2 separate regions of the Mus musculus genome follow, and region 2 is linked to region 1. Evidence: chromatin contacts called from public HiChIP or PLAC-seq data. All regions are on one chromosome and are shown on one strand. The core of a region is the stretch at or near the end of the contact, and the rest is flanking DNA. Distances in the headings are between cores, read along the strand shown. Region 1 holds the start of Dnmbp (dynamin binding protein). Region 2 holds the start of 1700039E22Rik (RIKEN cDNA 1700039E22 gene).

Region 1 (6,845 bases), core at 937-3,436:
ATAGTATTGTTGGGAGACAGAATTCTCCATCTTGTGAATTATTACAAGAGGGTGCTGTGTAGCCCCAAACTAGACAGGAGTCTCAGGGCAGTAGACCATTCCTCTGCTAGCCTGCCTCAGAAGAATGGTATTATGGAAATCAACCATTCATGATTTAGAATCTCCATGATGCCCTCAGGCAATCACTCTCAAACTTCAGTGCACCCACCAAAGAGCATACCTCTGAGAGTCAGTGACCTGGCCATTCCGGAACTGACCCTTACGTGAAAGGAAAATGCTTCAATTAGGCGTGGAGAAATGGCTCAGAGAGAAAGACACATGCCGTCAAACCTGGAGGCCACATGGTAGAAGAGAACTGATTCCCAGAAGTTGTCCTCTGACCTCCTCATGAGACCCCTGCCTCAAGTGCCCCGTACCCCAGTAACTAAGTAAGTAAGTAAATAGATAAAAAAATAAATAAATATTTAAAAAATAGATAGAGCTGAGTTATGCTAAGCGGTTCCAATGTTGTTTTAGTTTCAAAATGAAATCTTTGCTTCCAGTTCATCTGGCTTTCATAAGGACTCCTTGGGTCCAAACCACAATAGAAAAGTATGCACACAGAAAACAGAATTGTGGTTAGTTAATAATAACAAGCATTAGCGCCAGGGTGTGGCAGTGCTCACCTTTCCCCCAGCACCTGGAGGTGGAGGCAGAGGCAAATGGATCGCTGGGGGTTTGAGACCAGCCTGGTCTACACAGCAAGGTTTAGGACAGTCAAAGCCACATAAGAGAGAGGAGACTCTGTCTCAAAAGAGAAAGTAAGTAAGAAAGAAAGATAATAATACCATTATCTAGGTAGTAGATTGTCATTTTACTTGAAAGGGGGAGAAAAGCTTACTGTTTGACAGGCCGCTGAAGCATTTGATCAATTTCTTTCAAAAACAAAAATCTGGAATATTTATGTTTTACCACAAAAATGCCTTCCTTCAGTGTTCAGACAGCAAAGGAGGAGAATAATGTATGTGAGCAGCAGTTTCACCCCTAGGTACAGCCTCCAAAGAACTGGAAGCAATGGGTCCAGCAGATACGTGTACGATTTGGGTCCTAGCCTTAGCCACAGTAGCCAAAGGGGAAACTCCGCCGAATGCCCAGTGAAGGACAAACGCCTAAACACAACGCAGTATATTTAGCAGTAAAAAGGAAGGAAATTCCGACACATAGAACAGCACAGATGAAACTTAGGGCATTATTCTAACCAAAATAAGGCAGGCACCAAAAGGCCAAGTATTGTAGATTGCATGTATGAGGGTCTTCAGAGTAGACGAATTCTTAAGGACACGAGAGACTAGGAATCGCTGGGAGTGGAGTCCCTGTACGATAAGAGCAGTTTCAGTTTGGGAAGTTGGGGTCCCGGTGCCGGACAAGATGATGGATGCGTAGCAATGTGAATTTACCTACTCTGATGGACTGCACGCACACTTGACAATGGTTCAAACGATACACTTTATGCTATGTCTAGTTTACTACGATTTTTGAAGAGTCAAGAAACAATCTAGCTGATGAGATTTTAAAATAAAGCCTTATCTCTGCTGTGTGTGCATAGTGATATATGATTCCTGCATTCCTCAAATCTGCTAGGTCGGTCCCCGCGCTTGCACCAGCTCCTCCACGCACTTGCGATCTTTAACAGTCAGAAGTCTTCCGGGACTTTTCAGAAACCGGGACGTTTGGTTCTAGTATTCTGTGATTCCTTGCTTTTAAATTCTCAAAATTGTCCTGTGAGACTTTGCTCGGGAGAAAAGAAAAAAAAATCGATGAGGAGTGGGCAGTAACCTGATGGTGTTCCCCTGTAATCCAGCACTTGGAGGAGTGAAGGACGATGGAAGGTTCAAGGCTAGCCTCCGCCTCGGAGTAAGAGAATTCGCGCAGCGGAGAATTTGAGTTCTCTAGGTTGGCGGTAGCGCGAGTGCGTGGGGATCTGGATCCTAGCCTGAGCGAGGTGTGTCGCTAAACGCCCCCACGCAGTCCGTGCCTCAGTTTCCCTGAAAGGCCCTGGGAGCCCGAGCCCTGACGTGGCGGAGCGACGGGCTAGGCGGCCGCCAGGGGGCGCGAGCGCGGGAAACGGAGCCGGGGGCCACCGGACGGAAGCGGCGCTAAGGGAGGCGGGGCGGCGCGGAGTCACCCGGATCGGCCCGCCCGCCCGCCGCCGCTGAGGGGAGGTGACCGCGGCCCGGCCGGGCCACCAGTGGCTGTGCGCGGAGGGAACGCCGAGCGGCAGAGAGCAGGTCGGTGCGGGGCCGGGCGTCCGTGGGGTGGCGGGGTGGTGGGGTAGCGGGGACGGTCGCCTGCGGGGCGCGCGGGGCTTGCGGCGCAGCTCTCGGTCGCGCTGAGCTGCGCTCCGCGAGACGCGAGGCCCTCGCTGTCTTCACTCACGGCCGAGGGGGTGCAGGGGGGGGGGGGCAGCAGCCCTAGGGACCGTCCCGGGGCGCGGACCGGGGGGCGAGGTGTCCAGCCGGGGCGCTGTCACTGCGCCGCCCTGCCTCTTGGCTTTGAGTTGAAGAACTGAGCCCCAGTCCTGCTCCTGGTCACTGCTGCAGCTGGTGGGCATGAGAGGCCGGGATTTCGTGACAGCCAGGCAGCGATGGTTTCCCAAATAACCCGGGACTATTTATATTTAGCTGGAGATGCAGTTTTGGCTTACTGGAGTTTTTAGGTACCCAGGACGATTGCATGCTTGTGTCAGAGGAGGATGGTTGTCACTCGAATAAAGGGGTGTTGGGGTGACCGGACAGGACAGCATGTGGTGTGTATTAAGAGCTGCGAAGGGTGTTTTTAGGGCACAGGGTCGTGTTGAAAAACCAACTTGAAAAGCAAGGTCGCATGTGGGATTATGGCTGGCAAATTCTGTAACCTGTCTGACAGTGTTTCTTTTATAGTCTTGGGAGCACCTTGTGGAACTTCCTAATTAATAATGGTGACAAGCTAGTGATGACACCGATTCTCTGGTAGGAGCATAGTTTGGACTCCACTGTGCTTAGTCGAGTTACATGCCGCTGATAGAGCTGACTAATCAACAGGCGATTTTTGCAGCAAGCAGACCTGATTTCTCAGTTAGGGCTGCATTTATAAAACAGTCGTAGGAAAAGCATAGTCGAGGTGTAGTGTTCAAGTTAGTGTATCCATCGGGCCTCATTCCCCCTAAACTACTGAATCTCGTGATCTCTCAGGCCCTTCCACCGCTAAAGTCTTTCATTTGTATTTGAAGCCGATCCCTCCTGGTGACAACAAAGTCCTAGGAAAACAAAGTTAATTTTACAAATTATGTAGCAGATGTTCAACTTCACTGTCGCTCCCCGCTCCCCCACTCACATAATATTGGGTTGAAATGAGTGAAACCTGTTGTGTGTGTGTGTGTGTCATTCATGTTTCTGTGTTAATGTCACCCAATGGCTTGTCTAGACAGAGATCTTGGTGTGTAGTGGGGAAGTGCTAAGTCTGGCATGGGAGTGACTTGCATGTTGTCACAGGTAGTTTTTCCAACAAGCCAAGAACATTTTGACTCAAACTGTGCTAACTTTTAAGCTAACTTTTATCACATTGTGTATGGTTTGGGCTGGCGCGTGATAGTAATCTTTATAGATGCTGTTCAAATATGTATGAACTATTTGTCCTTTAACCCACAAAGTAGGGCCTCCTAACCTCTTCACCCCCTCTTTTCTGGCACCGAGCTCCGAGCATCCCCTTAGCCTGTGAGACCCTCTTCACATTCCTCCTTCACCCACGTGGCAGGGCGGGGCCTTGCCCCACTGAGCTTGCTGTACCACAGGATGCTCTACCCCTGCCGAAGGGTCAGGGTCGAGCAGACTCTGTTCTGAATGTTTATCTCGGTGTTTCCAGAGCAGAGCTCTTTCCCTGTGCCTTAGAAGGAAGCGTTTTTTCAGCATGCTGCCTTCCAGCGCTTCAAGTTCATCACCGTTCCCAGCCTTCTGGGTCACTTTGCTCTGTACAGGGCTAAAATAAATGCAGAGTCGTATTTTAAGCTACAGATTGCTTAGTCTTAAGTTGGGCAGGGTGGGAAGGCACACTTTTAAAAGTGATTCAAACCGTTTACAAGCAAAGGCTTGCTGCCTACCAGCAGTTACAAAGCTTGGCTTATTTTTCCAGTTTTTTTTTTCCCCGACTATGGGACAAAACACAAATCAGTTAGCATATTGCCTGTGACTTTGCTACTATTTCAGGATCCTATGAGGCTCTCAAGCAATGCTGCTGTTGTTGTTGTTAATAAAACACTCTTGAGACTCATTCACTCCTCAAAAGTTCCATGTCAGTGAATGTGTAATTTTTTATTATTATTATACCCAGCCGTGAAAGCATCTCAATAAACTAATTTTCAAGACTAAATAACTCAGTCTTGCTTTTGGGAGTTCATTATGAGATAGCTTCTCACCTGGAGAGCAGGATCCCAGCGATAACCACACCACCCCCATCCCAAATCCCCCATCCCCCATGAAAGAACTATTTTATATACTGGGTGCTAACTTAGCTGCTTTATCCTTGGTGTTAAAAAGAAAGCCATAGCTGGGCGTGGTGGCGCACGCCTTTAATCCGGCGCTTGCGGATTTCTGAGTTTGAGGCCTGCCTGGTCTACAAAGTGAGTTCCAGGACAGCCAGGGCTACAGAGAAACTCTGTCTCGAAAAACCAAAAAAAAAAAAAAAAAAAGAAAGAAAAAGAAAAGAAAAGAAAAGAAAAGGAAAGAAAAGGAAAGGAAAGGAAAGGAAAGGAAAGGAAAGGAAAGGAAAGGAAAGAAAAGAAAAGAAAAGAAAAGAAAAGAAAAGAAAAGAAAAGAAAAGAAAAGAAAGCCATACTGCCTGGTGCGGTGTGTGGTGACTCAGGACTTTAATTCTTTAAACTCAGGTGGATTTCTGTGAGTTTGAGGCCAGCCAAGGTTACATAGTGAGATCTTGTCTTAGAGAGAGAGAGAGAGAGAGAGAGAGAGAGAGAGAGAGAGAGAGAGAGAGAAGCAGCCACAGGGTAACTAAAATGAATTATTTCATCTTTGGCTTTGTAAGTCTTTTCTGTAGGCTAAAGATATGTGGCTACTGAGGCCTGAGAGCACAATAAGATGCTGATCAAGGAGTTTGAGTTGGATGGTTGTGTTCTGGTGCTGAGTGGTTCGTTCATTCATTCATTCATTCATTCATGCATTCATGCATTCAGCAAATACTTTTCGGAGCACTTGCATGAGCCAGGCCCTACTGTAGGAGTCAGAGCGGAAGTGTGAGCAGAGTGGGCAAAGGCTGACTCGTGCGTACTCCAGTGGGACCCTGAGTGGGTATGCGAGCATAGTGGATCCGGTCATCAGAATTCAGTGGAAAGTTCCAAGCAATTGTATAGGAAAGAGCGTGTGGGGGTGATGTCACTGTTCGCACAGACAGACGGGGGTTGGGGGGGGGGGGAGAAAGACCTCTGCTGAGATGTCTCCTGATCTCTGACTTGAGGGGAGAGTAGGAGGCAGAGAGGCTGGAGCAGGAGCAGGCTTGATAGGTGGGAGTGTTGACAAGGTCACAGAGGCCATGCAGGGCAGACATGGGGGAAGTGGCAGATGAAGAGGTGGTCAGAGCCGGAAAGGAAACCTCAGAATAGGCCATTGTCAAGAATCCGGCTTCGACTCTGAGAAAGGGGGGAAGCCTCTTAGGGCCTTTCTCTGTCCATTTGAAAAGGTAGATGCTGGGCAGGGGCCATGTTAGGAGCAGGGGATCATGAGGGATCAAGGGCATAATGGGAGGCCTTCCTTTTTACATTAGTTATGAGGCCAGAATTCTTCTCTGGGCTTTCATCTCCTTGTCTGCAGAATAACTGGGTCTCCTCCAGCTCCAGAACTTTAAGATTTCAGGTCACGTGGAGACCTTCAGGGAGGCAGGAGGAGGTTCTCAGAGTAAAAGCAGAGGACCTGAAAACTGACACCAACCCACCAGGAGCAAGATCATCCCCAAACCAGAGATCACCCCAAATCCAGAGACAGGGTCAGGTCTTCTCAGTCAGGCCACAAGAAGGGGAACCAGACAGGGCACGGTGGCGCACACCTACCTTCAGTCCCAGCGCTGGAGAGGCAGAGAGGAGGATGGGTGCATTGGAGGGCAGCCTGGTCTACGTAGTGAGTTCCAGGCTAGCCAGGACTATGTAGTTAAATCCTGTCTCAAAAGGCAAAAGAGAAAGAAAGGAAGGAAGGGAGGGAGGAAGGAAGGGAGGACAGTTTCTGTGAATATTCTTTGCTCACCTCTATCAGACTTTTCTTATCTCTGATTTCCGTTTCTGCTTGAGACAGGATCAAAGCTGTCATTCATCCGCAGATCTGACAGCCAGGGTTGCTTTTGTTGTCAGGAAAATCTGGAACTTTCCAGAAGGAAATAGGCCTACTTTTTACCCATCACGGGTCATTTGAATTTTGTTGCTGTTGTTTTTGAGGCACCTACAGAGATCTGCTTGCCTCTGCCTCTGCCTCTGCCTCTGCCTCTGCCTCTGCCTCTGCCTCTGCCTCTGCCTCTGCCTCTGCCTCTGCCTCTGCCTCTGCCTCTGCCTCTGCCTCTGCCTCTGCCTCTGCCTCTGCCTCTGCCTCTGCCGAGTGCTGGGATTACAGCTGTACACCACCAGGCCTGGCTCTCATTTGAGTTATTTTATCACAATCTGAAATATTTCTTTTGCTTTCAGTTATCCCACTAACTGCCTCCAGGTGCTCTTCAAACCATTTTTAAAACACACACGTGTGTGTGTGTGTGTGTGTGTGTGTACATATAATGTGTATATATATGTGTGTGTGTGTGTGTGTACATATAATGTGTATATATATATATGTGTGTGTGTG
Region 2 (7,318 bases), core at 2,062-4,561, 900 kb before region 1:
CAGGTGAAAGCTGCACCATCAAGGCTGTGTTGGCAAGGAGGAGAGAGCCAGAGCTGACAGGATGCCAAAGAGATGGACAGGGGGCCATTTCTAAGTCTCTCCAATAGAGTACAACAATCATGGACAATCAGGAAATCATTTTTTTTTTCCTAAGCATGAACAGAGACAAGGACAGACCTAGGTCCTCCACTCTCACCTGAGCTCAAATACCAGGTATTTACAAAGATCAACAACTGGCTTTCTTCTTCGCTGCCAGAACCCCTCTAGGACACATAAGCTCACACAGAAGAACAAAACTCCATTTATATGCAGGAATCGGCTGACCCACCCACTAGCACTCCTCCTCTGCCAGGGGCACCTAAACTGCTTTTCTTCTCTGAGTACACCCAGACCTTCCACCCTCACTACTCTCAGCAGCTGATGGAGAGGTCACCAGGCGACATCCTGGTGGTCCACAAGGCCCCATGAGCCGGCTCTTAGGGTCTAGAAATAAATGCTGAAAAAGAACCTCTATGGTCTCTTAGGGCACACAGGACGCAGTTATGAATGTGCCAGTGAGCAGCTGAATCCACGTTGGGAGCCAAGAGAAGACAGGACCGCAGGCAACCACCACTCATGGAGAGAGGGCCCCAGACTTTGCTCATTCGGGGAACCTGCCCCTCTAAGTGTGGTCACAGGACACTAGCAGCAAGGCAAGGCTGACTTGGTAAAGAAGGGCAGTGTCAAAGTTACTCTGAAGTTCCAGAAAGCCAAAACTTTTTGGCCCAAGGCCTGGGTGGGTGGGGGAGGGGAAGGTAGCGCTGAGGGACAGCCTTCTCCGGACTGTTGTCAGAGTTCAGCTTCAGTCCAGGGGAGCTTAGGTCAAGAATTTAGAGGAGGTCGCAGTGGAAACGGAGCTGGATCCTTGACTTATCGAGGGTTTACCAGTGCGAGGACAGACCTATTCCAGAGGCAGGGAGAGACAAACCTGGAGCCATGGGGAGTGACATACAAAATTTTATTATTATTTTTATTATTATTTATCATGTGCACAAAAAAAGAAAGAAAAGAGAAAGAAAGAAAAAAGAAAGAAGGAAAGAGAGAAAGAAAGGAAAAATAATCAAAACGAACCGACACGTTGAAAGTGGCGGAGGAGCCGGGACTTGTGGAAGGCTAAGCCTTCTCCTGGATTCCGCACTCCTGGAGCGCGGCCAGCTCCACACAAGACTGGGTCAGGCTGGGCCTCGAAGCTGGGACCTCGTTGCCCTCGCCATCCAGCTCCAGCCACTGGAGCACGGTCGGGCGCCGGCAGTTCCCTTAGATTGTTCACTTTTCTCGCTTTCCTTTTCAAATAAAATGGCTCGAAGGAAAGCGCACTCTGGGCTAGGACTCCAAGCCTTTTCGGATTTGTTCAAGGATTTTTATTTATTTATTTATTTACTTATTTTTTTTTCACTTTTATTTACTTTGTTTCTGTTATTTCGGGTCGTCACGATCCACGGTTGAGGAGACATGCAGGGAGCATCGCCGCTACCGAGAGAGCAACTACAGGGTGGGGTGGGGCAGGGTGGCCTGGTCGGGCACGTGGGGCATGGCCACAAGGGGCCAAGCCCCGAGGTTGGTTCTGCCATCTTAGATGTAGCCTTGGAGGCCTGGGGCAGAACGGACCGAGACAGAGACAAGTGAAGAAGAGAAAGAGACACAGAGGGGTCGAGAGTAGCAGAGAAAAGGGAGATGAAGTGGGAGAGATGCAGGGCGATGAACACGGAATTACAGAGAAACAGTCAACAAAACAGGCGAGAGGTGTCCACGGGACCATGTTCGTCATTTTGCATAGAGATTTCTTTCATAATTTTTTTTTGTAACGTAAAAAAATGCCCCCCTCCCCCAGGACGTGCTGTGCTTTAGTGGGCATGTAGCTGTGTCCCCCCTCCCTCCCCCCAGCGAGCGGCGACTCTCACAGCACGGACAGAAGGGTGTATCTACAGGCAGGGGGGCGGGGGGGGGGCGGGAGGACAGGGACTCTATGGTACCCGGAGGGGCGGGGCAGAGAGGGAGGGGCTATGTACAGAGAGAGGTTCGCCTCGACAGCACACACCGTCTTTCTATAAAGCAGCCTGTTGGGTTTTTGTTTGTTCATTTTTGCAAAGACCATCATCATATTAAATAAGTGTAGACTTTTTTTTTTTTTTGAGGCTCTGTTCAGCTCCTGCCCAAGGGAAGGCTGGGGAGGGGGTGCTTGGGGGGAATGGGGCGGGGAGACCCGGATTTTCATCTGGGGCGGCTCGGTCGTCAGTTCCTTCCAGGCTTTTTGCGCCCGCAGGTTGGGAGTTTGGGATGGGAGGGTGGGGGTGGGCAGCGCATTACTGATGGGAAAAGATCAATGCTCGCAGCCGCAGCCTGAGGACACGGTTCCCGCGGTGGCCCCGACGTGGCTGCGTGCTTGGGACCAAACACAAGGTGTCGTGGGATGAGCCGAGGAAGCACAGGAGGGAAAAGTGAGAGGCCAGCAGGTGGAAGAGGCGCTGACGTAAGGGCAAGGCGGGGCCGAGAGGAGAGTCACTGCAGAAGGAGATCGCAGGCCCAAGGGAACTAGGCAGTTCAGGTGGATGAGCTCAGTTGGCGTCTGCTCGCCTTGGGTACCAGCCTTGGAAAACGCTGTCGCCCCAAACGCTGTCCCTCGAGTCCGACCCTTGCGTCCCAGTGCCACCGTCTGGGGCGGGGCGCAGACAGAAGGCGGGGTCAGCTTGGCAGGCACAGGGGGGATGGGGCAGGATTTCCCCCCTAGGGTCTCCCCGGCGGCTCCTCCTTCAGCACAAAGTCCTTTCCTTAGCTTCCCTTGCTCAGCTTCTCCAGCGAAGCCTCCCGACTCCCGGGCGTCCGAAGTGGGCTGCCCCTGGGTGGGCCACGCTGATTGTGTGTCACAGAAACGGCGCGCGGGCCAGAGGCGGGCGGGCTTCCGGACGGCGCCGCGGTCCAGGCAGGCGGGGAGGGGCGACGGGCGGGGCTGGGGCCTGAGGGTCCCACCCGCGGCTCCACCTGTCCTGTCTGGCCATCGACAGGGTGATGAGAAGGGCTGCGGGGCTTGGGGGAGGATGTCTCGAGGTGGGGGTGGGACAGGGACGGTGGCCGAGAGGCAGCGCGTCGCTTCGGTCCTCCCTCCCTCTGGGGTGGGCGGTCAGACGGGGACGATGTGGAGGCCGAAGCTGTCTGCCTGAAGCTTGATGTGGTCCCCGCGGTAACTAGTGGCGGTCATAGGCAGCGGCAGCAGCGGCAGGGGCGGAGCCCCGGGGGGCGGCACTATAATAATAAGGGGAACCTGGAAGTTAACACAGGAGAAGAATGGGCTGGGTGAGAGGACAAACAGGAGAACAAAAAAGGAAAGAAAAGCAAAGAAAAGCCCTCCCCGGGTCCAGCGGGATCAGGCCTGGAGGACTGTGGCTCGGCCCCGAGGCCAGATGCCCAGGAGTAGTGCTGCATCCACAGGGCGGGAGAGGGACAGGACAGGTGACACCCGGCTGCGGATCCCCCAAGGGGTCCGACGGCCACTGTTGGCTAAGAGCCCTCCAGTGATCAAGAGGTAGGGGAGGGAAGAGGCTGGAGGCGCAGGCGTCCTGGTGGTATCCCCAGGACCCGGCGCTGCTCTAATGGGCCTGTCTCCCTGGCCCATCCGGGTACCCAGAATTGGGGTGGTCCTGAGTGGGATCCGTATCCCGAAGCAGCCTGCGCGCCCGAGCTGGCGAGCGGGTAGGCGACCTTGGGAGCCGCCGGCCTGCCAGGTGGCGTACTCACTTAGTAAGGCGGGGTTGCTGAATCTCCAAGCCTCATTGTAGGCGGTGTACTGGGGATGGCTGTATGGGTTGCCTGAGAACTCGCTCCCTGTGGGAGGGCGGGGAACTGGAATTAGAGGCGTTCAACGTGTCCAGTTGGCCTCTTCTGTCCTGTCCTCACTAGTCCCAGTCTTGGGTGTTTCAAGCAGGGATAGGGCCCCTGGGAGCAGGCCAGAGGCCAGGTAATCCACACACTCCGAGCTCTGCATGGGGACAGCCACCATAGACAAGTAGCAGCCAGATCCCTGCACACCTAGGCATGGAGGGAATCTGTGGGCGGGTTTGTGCCTGGGCTCTCCTGCAAGAGATCGCTGCCCAGGAAGGGTTTGGTCTTGGTCTGGCTGCTCCCACTTAAGTAAATTGGGAGCTGAGAGCTTTTACAGTGGACACTGGCTTTAGGGATTCTACAGCATGAGAGAGGGGGAAGGTGGAGCAGGAAGGCCCCTGGGACACTTTGTCCCAGAAAGCCCTAAGAATGGCATCTCAGAGCTGTGCCAAAGCTAGGCAGGTGGTAGTGGTGGTGCCCTCCTGGGAAATAACCCCTCCCACTTTTCCCTCCTGAGGTTCAGTACAAGGGCCACGTAACTGGGGAAGTGAACTGCGGGAATCCACTGGACTGCTCGCAGGCTCAGGAGCAGTGAGCAGTGGAGGGCACAGTGGGTTGGGAGCCTTCGGGAGCTACCTCCCTCCCTCCAGGAGGAGAAAGGCCAGGCCTATGGGTTTCCCCCCTGGCCCTTTCTCCTGTGTGATGACCCCAGACTGTTTACAGTGATCCCTAACCGCGGGTTAAGTAGAGGAGAAGGGGCCCCACTCCAAGAAGGAGCTGGGTGGGGGTGGGGGATGCAGCCACTGGAAAGCCTGTTTATTGACGAGGAGGGAAAGCATGCGTGCAGCAGGATAATGAGCTTCTGAGCTCAACTGTGACCAAGAGGAACTGAGCTATCTCCTTCCCCATCGCTAATGAAACAAGTGTAATTTCCTCATCAGCACTAGATTCTGTTTAACGACTCCCCCCTTGCCACCATGAGCTCTCTGCGGCTCCCCTCATCCCTACCTCCCTGTAGACTCCCCACCCCCCACCTCCCCACTCTTTCCTCACCACCACCACCCCACCTCCCTAAGACCTCCTCCAGCCTCCACCTGCTCACTGCTGGGATCTTCTTCCAGAGCCATCCCTTGCTCCCCCACCAACAGCTTCTACTTGCCTTCTCCCAAGTGTGAGCCCCAATCCCTTCATCCGCACCTCCAACTTCTCTCAGTCAGCCCTATTCTCTTAACAGGCTGTAACGGGCTCCCCAGTTTCTCAACCCTTACTCAGGGCCGTGCCTTGATGAATAAGGCCAATCCAGCTTTCTGTCCTCTCTTTCTCCCTCTACCAGTGAGGGTTGAACTTGAGGAGTGGGGCATACAAAAGGGCTCCAGAGACAGTGGACTACAGGCTGGGAGAGTCTTAGCCACCTTAAGGTGAGAGATTTTGGTGTTTCAACACCAAACTTCAACTCTCTTTGACTTTAAGCCACTCTCATTTGGGGTGAAGGTTAGAGAGGACAGCCACCAGGCTGCTTCCTGAACCCCAAACCCAAGTCCAGTGCCTCTCAGCAAAAGGGTACACTAGAGATTCAGAGGAGCACAGAGGACCTGGGTCCTCTGAAGACATGTGGAGTTGTTGTAGCTAATTTTTCTCTGAAGCTAACATCTCTCTGGTTCCCTCCTGTCCACTTTGAGACTAGCTTCCTTCTCTCTAGATTGGGATTGGTTCTCCACAGTGGTCTCCTCCCCTGGCTTGGTGTAGACCAGCATGGCTTTGTCTGAATGACTGCCATGCCCCTGAAAATGGTCCTTGGTTCCAAGTTTCCATGGAAACCAGGGCAGGCTCTTCCAGGCAGTGTCAGCTAGCTGAGTTAGGCATAGACTTGGACGGATGGGTGCTGAGGAAGGGCTATAACCTAAAGCTGTGTTGACAAGGGAACATTTCTGTATGCTTCCTCCTTGCATTGCTTCTAAAGAGTCAGCTATGGCCATAGAAGGACAATGGTTTGCAGAACAATGGCTTGTTGGTTCTCCCCCCCCCCCCAACCCCCGACTCCCAGCCACAGATTACAGTCCACTAGCAGCTCTCCCACAATTTAGTTAACCCCACCCAGATGAGACATCTACAGCATTGTCACCTACCAGGCACCATTCCTGCCAGGGTGGAGGTAGGGTAGCTTCCCTGGCCAGTGGGGGGCACATGAGGGGGGTAACCAGGTAGAGTGGTGCTCGTCATATCACGACCTGGAAAAACACAAAGGGGAAGGAGTGAGGCCTAGAAGAGAGGGGCCTGCCTCAGCTCGCTCTGGGATGCTCTAGGGAGAGGATGCTCTTAGAGAGGAAGGAGATGAGCACTCAGGCATTCGGACTCCTGAGTGCCTGGATATGGATCCAAATGTCTACGTGTGTGTGTGTGTGTGTGTGTGTGTGTGTGTGTGTGTGTGTGTGTGTGTGTATGCACACCTCTGTTTTATATTGCTCATTGTGTATCTGTGCATTGTGTGTTTGCCCTTGTCTGTATCTCCAACAGCCTCAACCCAGATGGAGATGGGTGGAGATGACCTGGTTTTATTCTTTCTCTATAGATGCTCAGCTATGATTGTTCTGGTGGACCTCTGTCATGTCTACTCTCCTCTACATCTCCTCTTCCCAAACCCCTGTCTTTCCTTCAGGCTTTGAAGATACCCCATTACCATCTTCTATGAGGGTAGGTGCTTTCTTTATTCTGAGTGGAACAGTAGATGCTGAGCCCGTTAGGTCTGGAGGACAAGGGACTAACCCTTGGGCTATTTTGCTATGATTGTAGCATTTACACGATAGAAAACCATCTCTGAAGTGAAGCAGGAACTTTGAGGATAAGCAGATCAGACGAAGTTCCAATGAGCAAAATTTTGCTCCCCCTACCAGCAGCCTCCCTGGAGACTAGACCTCTATTATACAGAGCCTCTATTACACAGAGCCCAGGGCATGGGAGGCAGGACTTTCCTTGCCAGGAGCAGGGTGAGGGGGGAGGCAAAGGGAGCCAACATTAGAGCCGCACCAAGGCTTTGCTTCTGGAACATGGCTGCATGTGACAGGCTTCCCTTCCTTCTCTGCCCCTCCTAGCATACTCCAGTCTTCATGGACAGCATTGGCTCCCTCCTACCTTCCCCACCCATACACTAGAGCCTAGCCTCTTCTGGGGCCCATGATTCTGCTGCAGATCCCCCTGTCTTCCTCACCAGACAACCATTCTGCTCCTTATACCTCCATCTGTCCCCAAGAAAGCAAGGTGTGGCTGGAGGACGTCATAGCACTGTGTATACCTCCCTAGTTCACTATGTGCACACCTCCCCTAGTTCACTATGTGCATCTCCCCTAGTTCACTATGCACACCTCCCTAGTTCACTATGTGCACACCTCTCCTAGTTCACTATGTGCATCTCCCTTGTTCACTATGCACACCTCCCCTAGTGCACTATGCACACCTCCCCTAGTTC

Evidence for each region. HiChIP or PLAC-seq counts read pairs in DNA pulled down with a chosen protein or histone mark.
Region 2: an HNF4G HiChIP or PLAC-seq map of pancreatic cancer cells shows a contact between it and region 1. The contact joins the promoter of 1700039E22Rik here to the promoter of Dnmbp in region 1. A contact is called at or near these places in 1 of 39 promoter capture datasets (pre-B cells) and 1 of 115 datasets of contacts at active chromatin or transcription factors (pancreatic cancer cells).

What each region holds. Positions count from the first base shown.
Region 1 is chr19:43,935,539-43,942,383 of GRCm38.p6, reverse strand. It overlaps Dnmbp (dynamin binding protein), which reads left to right and starts at 2,186. Exons shown (of 16, transcript NM_028029.4): 1 at 2,186-2,267.
Region 2 is chr19:44,831,931-44,839,248 of GRCm38.p6, reverse strand. It overlaps 1700039E22Rik (RIKEN cDNA 1700039E22 gene), which reads left to right and starts at 3,311. Exons shown (of 3, transcript NR_045315.1): 1 at 3,311-3,758; 2 at 6,425-6,546. Pax2 (paired box 2) reads right to left here. Exons shown (of 10, transcript NM_001368747.1): 8 at 5,982-6,083; 9 at 3,772-3,858; 10 at 980-3,279. The coding sequence ends at 3,158.